2 separate regions of the Macaca mulatta genome follow, and region 2 is linked to region 1. A link is a contact called in public Hi-C data. All regions are on one chromosome and are shown on one strand. The core of a region is the stretch at or near the end of the contact, and the rest is flanking DNA. Distances in the headings are between cores, read along the strand shown.

Region 1 (2,947 bases), core at 265-2,764:
GAGCGATCGAAGGCCCCACAGCCTTCAGCACTGGCGTCATTTAGAGGTCATGGTGAAAGGACTGGCTCCCTCCTTGCCACCATTTAAGCAGAAGCTGCGAGAAAGCTCCCAAAGCCTTGGGTCATGTCTCTAACAGGCACGGGTGAGTGGGAAGTTCAGCCTCATAGAAGGCCCCTTGCTGGTGCCCCTCAAGTTTATCATGAGGACGATAAACTTGCAAAGCTGAGATGCGCCCATCACGGTGAGCAATTCTCTCTATTTCTTCTCTTCTGGGGAATGAACAGGCTTCATATGCTTTTCCCTGAGGCCAGGTTTCTTACCCAAACCTGTCCCTGGAGTCTTTGGTCTGAAATAAGAAAGGAGTTTTGAGTCAGCAGGAGAGCCACTCTTCACTGTGAATTACACAGCAACTCCTTGTGGAGCTGCCCGTACCCTTCCCCCGGGTACACATCAATCAATCGAAATATTTCTCAAATATCTACCCCATACCCAGAACTGGGCATTTAGGTACGTGGTTCAAGTTTCAGATTCTTCCAGCAGATGGTTTGTATGGGTAAGAAAAAGGATTGGAGGTCAGGTAGGCAGCAGAGCAATCCCCAACTCTGCCTTTTTAAAAGCGGTTTCAGTTGCGCATCCTTGGAATTGATTCTGGGCAGCTGTTAATTGCAAAACTCACTGCCAATTATCGATAGCTAAAGTGGCATTGGAGAGCTTCTCATGGTAAAAATAGGGGCAGGTAATAGATGAGAAAATAGCTTTACATTTGAGAAGAGAGGATGGGAACATATTGTCTCAATCTTGCTGTGTTCGAGGTTTCCTTTGTCAGCCTGGGTTCTCTCCCAGGGCTGGCCAGCAAAGTCTACTTAGTGACCTCCAGCAAATAGCCCACCAGCAAGCTACTTAAGATTAGAGCAAAACTTTGTCTTGGCAGCAAGAACAGAGGGGATCCTGCTGAGTTGAGGGGATCCTGCTGAGTTCAGGGCATCCTGGTTCTCACCAGGCTCAGTCACATTAAACAGCCAATACCACTTTTAGGAAAACCCGTGTTGAATGTTAAATGTACTTTTGCCTCATTTGGGGGGTTATGATTGTCCAATTCAGCTGGTAGTTTGTGTACCAACCTTCAAATCGGCAAACGATGGTTATTCAAGGACGTTTCTTGAAGCCTAGATGGTACATGTTTACCTTAAAAAGCAAAACCAAAAAACAGAAACAGGAAAAAGTGCCCTGGGGAGTAAAACCAAAAGCATGTGGTAGACAGACACAATGCAGGCCTGAGTGTTTTGAACAATGCTCATGGCCCCAGCCTTGACACTGGGGAAACTGGGAACGTGGTCACAGACTTCCTGTGTCAAGTGTTTCCCTGGATTTCCTGGAATCCAACTCGAAGTGCCACTTCCCCTGGTGCCACCAAGGAGTTAAGCTTTGGTTCTGTTCTCCCAGTGACTAAGAATGCTCTGTGTGGCTCTGAGATCATCCAGAAAGAAACTGACAGCCGGCGTGGGAAGTGTGTGAGCTTTCAGTGCTCTTGAAATGCCTTTGATGGGCATGGTGAGAGAGCAAAAGGCTTATTGCCACCTAGTGCCCCTGATTGTGTAATTTCGTCGTGAGCTCTTGTTTCTTCTTTTGAATTTTGCATAATTTCAAATGAAGATCTCCAACTCCTTGGGGAGCTTGATTCTGTGATGTGTGAGTTATTCTATGGAGCTATTCTATATTTTAGACAGCAAACATATCCCACCACTTGGAAATATCGCCCATTTTGATTGAAAACAAAGTAGAATCAATTGACCTGACCAAATCACACGTGGTGTGTGTGAGGGAGGGAGACTGGGTCTTCCCACTCCTGATGTTTTCTTTCTTCTGAAAGGAGTCCAAACACTCCTGGCTTCTCTCCGCCTGCCCCCTCTTCCCTGAGAAGGAGGAGTGGTTTAATATGACTGGTGAGTTTGGAAGGAGGAACTGTGCCTTATATCATCCTCTCTTCTTTTCTTCTTGGGAGCAAGCTTCGCTCCCGCGGGGTGGGAAGAGGAGGCCCATTCCAGCTCAGCTGCCTGTCACCAAGCTGCCAAGTCTGCCTAATTCTGAAGTTGAGTATCGGGAAGCTCGTTTGTCTGATGATATAAGCCACGTTCTCTAATATCAGCTTTATCAGTAGAAAAGGTTATTTTTGGTCCTTGTCTAGCTTGCTGCTATCTTCTGATTCAATTCAAAATTCACAGAGAAGGGAGCAGACTGCTATTTTGGGGCCTCCTCAAAGACCCCAACGTATTTACTGGAAGATTTCCTGTGATTAGGAAAATGCCAGTGTTGGGGTAAGGTCCGACTTCTAGATCCACATCGTCACTTTCTTACAGAACACCAGATTCCTTGCTGTCAGCTGAGTAAAGAGAGTTCATGGGTGTTCCTTGCAGCTAAAATGCATCCATTCAAAAGTTATTTATTGAATCCTTACTATGTGCCAGGGAACACATAGGTGATCAAGAGAAACACAGTCTTGGGCCGGGCGCGGTGGCTCACGCCTGTAATCCCAGCACTTTGGGAGGCCGAGCTAGTTGGTCACTTGAGGTCAGGAGTTTGAGACCAGCCTGGCCAACATAGTGAAACCCCATTTCTACCAAAAATACAAAATATCAGCTGGGCGGGGTGGCAGATACCTGTGGTCCCAGCTACTCGGGAAGCGGAGGAACAAGAATCACTTGAACCCAGGAGGTGGAGGTTGCAGTGAGCCAAGATCACACCACTGCACTCCAGCCTGGGCGACAGTAGTGAAACTCTGTTTCAAAGCAACAAAAAAAAAAAAAAAAAAAAGAAAGAAAGAAAAAAGAGAGGGAGACACACTCTCTACTGTCACACAGTTTATAATTTAACTAGGGTGTATCAATTTAAAAGTTTAATGTTTCAAGTGAAAGAAAACAACCTCAAATAGGCTTGAGTAATACAGGAA
Region 2 (2,947 bases), core at 302-2,801, 93 kb before region 1:
ACATAACAAACATGACTTTCTGGTCCTACTTAAAATTTCAGAGCTGGAAGGGACTTGAGATCATCCTATTTCAACCCTCCTTCTTTTAAACTGTGGAAACCTAGGCCTGGAGAGACAAAGAAACATGCTCAAGAAGCAGATCAGGGCGAGACAGCAAGCTCTTGCTAATCTAAAGAATCCATGACATCTTAGATTAAGGATTAAATGCTAAACAGTTCTTGTTTGTGATTCCTTCCCATCTGAAAGCATTCCCCGCCCCCCCCGCCCCCCCCCCACCTTTTAGACTCTCTAGTCAGTTGTGAACCATGACATAGCCTCTGTTTACACTGAAACTGCAAATCTGATGCTGATATGTCAGCACCACAATACTGAGGTATTTGGGGTGTTTTGTTGTTTTCACTAACTTTGGGGACGGGATTCACATGCAATAGACATTAACTGAATACAATTTGGTTGACCAAGCATATTTGAAAGACAGCTGGGTGGAGATGCAGGTGAGCCAGCATTCTGGGTGTACGTGCAAACCAGTGTGTGGAAGGCGGGGAGTCAGCTGCACTTCCTGCAGCACCCCACATCCTGATAGCTGCACAGTAAATCACTAGTTTCCTTGGACGAGGAGTTCCCAGAGGAACTGCGGAACCCCAGTGTCTTGAGTGAAAGGCAGAACCTGCTCTGTTCACCTTGTCCGTGCCTACATTCTTTATCAAACTGACCTGTCTTCCTGCTGGGAAACTGCCCCACTCCACCCACCTGGTGCCTCCCTGGATTCCTGACTGCCATGAGGTTATTTTTTAACCTGCTCTTCCTTGAAAAGCACCACCCCAATGATCCAGAACGTGGACTCCTCCCCTCTGGTCACTCGGACCATCCCACTCTAACCATCGTCATCTGCCTCTAAAAGTCATGGAAAATTAGCAGCAATAGATCGGTCTTCAATTCCTCTAAGCCCCTTTCGTACTTTTAATTCGCCGAAATTACTAGCAGGAAAGAGAGAAGAGGGGAAATGCATGGCTTCTGAGCAGGGCATGGGTGGGCTGGGTGGAACCGGGACTATCGTTTTAAATTCAATTGCCCCGGGTCCTGAGGGCCACTTCTGGTAATTTAAGCTATGGCTTAGGGCGAGGTTTAAAAAGTAAGAAAGGAATGACTATCTTGAGCCTCCAAGGAGAAGCACTGCAAATCCCCCCGCCCCCAAATACAACCCAGGTTCTGGGAATCCCAGCCCTGCCCTGGGGACAAACCCCAAACCCAAATAAACAGCGCCCTCCTAGGCGCTGACAGCCCACCCAGCTTTGTCTCTATGGGTCCCTGCCCCTCCGGCAAGTTGCCCGGACGGGCGGGACCCGGACCAGCCTCACTCTTGTCGCCCAGGCCAAGCCGGGCCGGGCCGAGGGGTGGGGGAGTGGGCGGTCGGGGAAGCGGGGGGCGGAGTTCCGTCCTCTGATGATTGGCTCCGCGCGGATGGGCTGCGGCTGCGCCCGGCCAACCCGCGGCGTGTTGCTATGTGCTGAGTCGAGGGGATAGGCGCGGGGGTGCGTCCGTCACGGGGTAGCCCCCGGCCCGGACCCGGAGGGATGCGGAGTGGCGGCCGCGGCAGTGGCGGAGACTGTGGCTTTAAGAGCGCGCCGGGAGCCCGAGCCCCATCCGGGCCGCGCTTCGCCGCTGCGCACCGCCGCGGAGCCGAGCCCCGCGCTGGCCGGACGGGGCCGCCTGCCGCCGGGTGAGTGCGCCGGAGTGCGGCGCGGGCTGGTCGCGCGTGGGCGTGGGGCGCACTGTCAGCGCGGGCTCTGGGTCCCCGGCCCCGGACCCCGGACTCCCCCGGCCGGGCCTGCGCGGGGTTGGAGGTGCGGCGCTCTCGGTTCCGCGTGGGGTCCCCGTGGGGGCCGCGGGCGCCGGGGGCGGGGAGCCGCAGCCGGGCCACGTGACCGGTTTGTTTACAAACATTGCCGGGCCCGCGGCTGCTCACTGAGAGCCCGGGGCGCGGGACCCCCGGTCGGGGTGGAAGACGCACGGCAGGGGCCGGGCAAGTCTGCGGGGCCAGGTTTGGGGTGGGGGCGCGGAGCTGGGATCGCCGCTTCCTCCTCCGCGTCGTCCCCGCGGGTTCGGACTCCGTGGGGTCCGGGTGGGGCTGGAGACGCCCTCCGTCCACTCGTGACGCCGCGTCTCCTTCGGAGAGTCCTGGGGACACTTGGACACAGGGCACCGCCCTGGGGGCCTCCCACTGTGGGACTGGGCGCCGTCGAAATTTCTCGGAGCGCGTCGTCGGCCCCGGCCCGAACCGAGGTAACCGCAGTCGAGTTCCTGCCTGGCCGCGTCCTGGCGCCTCCCCGGTGTCCTTGCCAAGGGGGTGGGCGCGAAGTCCTGCCCAAAGGAACGCGGGGGCCTCTGCCGCGAGCGCCTCCCCGGAGCTGGCGCTTAGGGGCGGCCCCGACCTTTCGCCACTTCCAGTTTACCGTAGTTGGCCGCCGACCTCCTCTGGTGTCTTTCCCAGAGTGGTGGGCTTTCCTCCGGTCTTGGGGGCGTGCAGGGGTGGGGGACACCTGTTCTTTTGGACTTCTTGTCCAGAAGATTGCTACCTCTGTGCGAGAGTTTAAAAAGCCAGGTGAGCGAGTGTCCCGTTTTCCTCCGCTTAGTGCGGAGCTGCACCCTCTCCCGGCCTCCAGTCCCGCCGCTGTGAATGGCCCCAGGGAACTGCTCCGAAGCTTTCCGGGGGTTTTGCTTTCTGGCTTTTCTGCTGATTTTGCTGTCCTTGCAACTTGGGAGGCTCTTGAGTGAGTCCTTGCCTTTGGTGAATCTGAAGGCTAACGAGGCAGCTGTCTTTTTCTCCCTGCCCTTCCTTCCTTGCTCTTCCTTGTCCCAAAGCATTGGGTAAGAAGGGTAGCGGTCAGCTTTCCTGTGCCTTACGGAGCATTAGAGGTGCAAGAAGTTCGGTAAACCACCTCACTGG

The links. Hi-C and Micro-C count contacts between places; a contact is called where the count stands out from the background.
Region 2: a contact with region 1 is called in a Hi-C map of CD4 T cells, with 4 times the contacts expected there. The contact joins the promoter of YPEL2 here to the enhancer-like site in region 1. A contact is called at or near these places in 7 of 14 Hi-C or Micro-C datasets (CD4 T cells, blood, cortical neurons and 4 more).

The regions. Positions count from the first base shown.
Region 1 is chr16:50,565,173-50,568,119 of T2T-MMU8v2.0, reverse strand. LOC106994073 (a long non-coding RNA gene) reads right to left here. Exons shown (of 8, transcript XR_013406410.1): 8 at 2,935-2,947. Among named protein-coding and RNA genes, the nearest start is that of YPEL2, 93 kb to the left of the region's middle. Within about 2 kb of position 1,514, at least 16 of the 40 cell types and tissues checked have an H3K27ac peak or open chromatin away from gene starts, as enhancers often do. A contact at or near this core is called in CD4 T cells, where this site is marked.
Region 2 is chr16:50,658,587-50,661,533 of T2T-MMU8v2.0, reverse strand. YPEL2 (yippee like 2) reads left to right here and starts at 1,551. Exons shown (of 6, transcript XR_013406407.1): 1 at 1,551-1,720.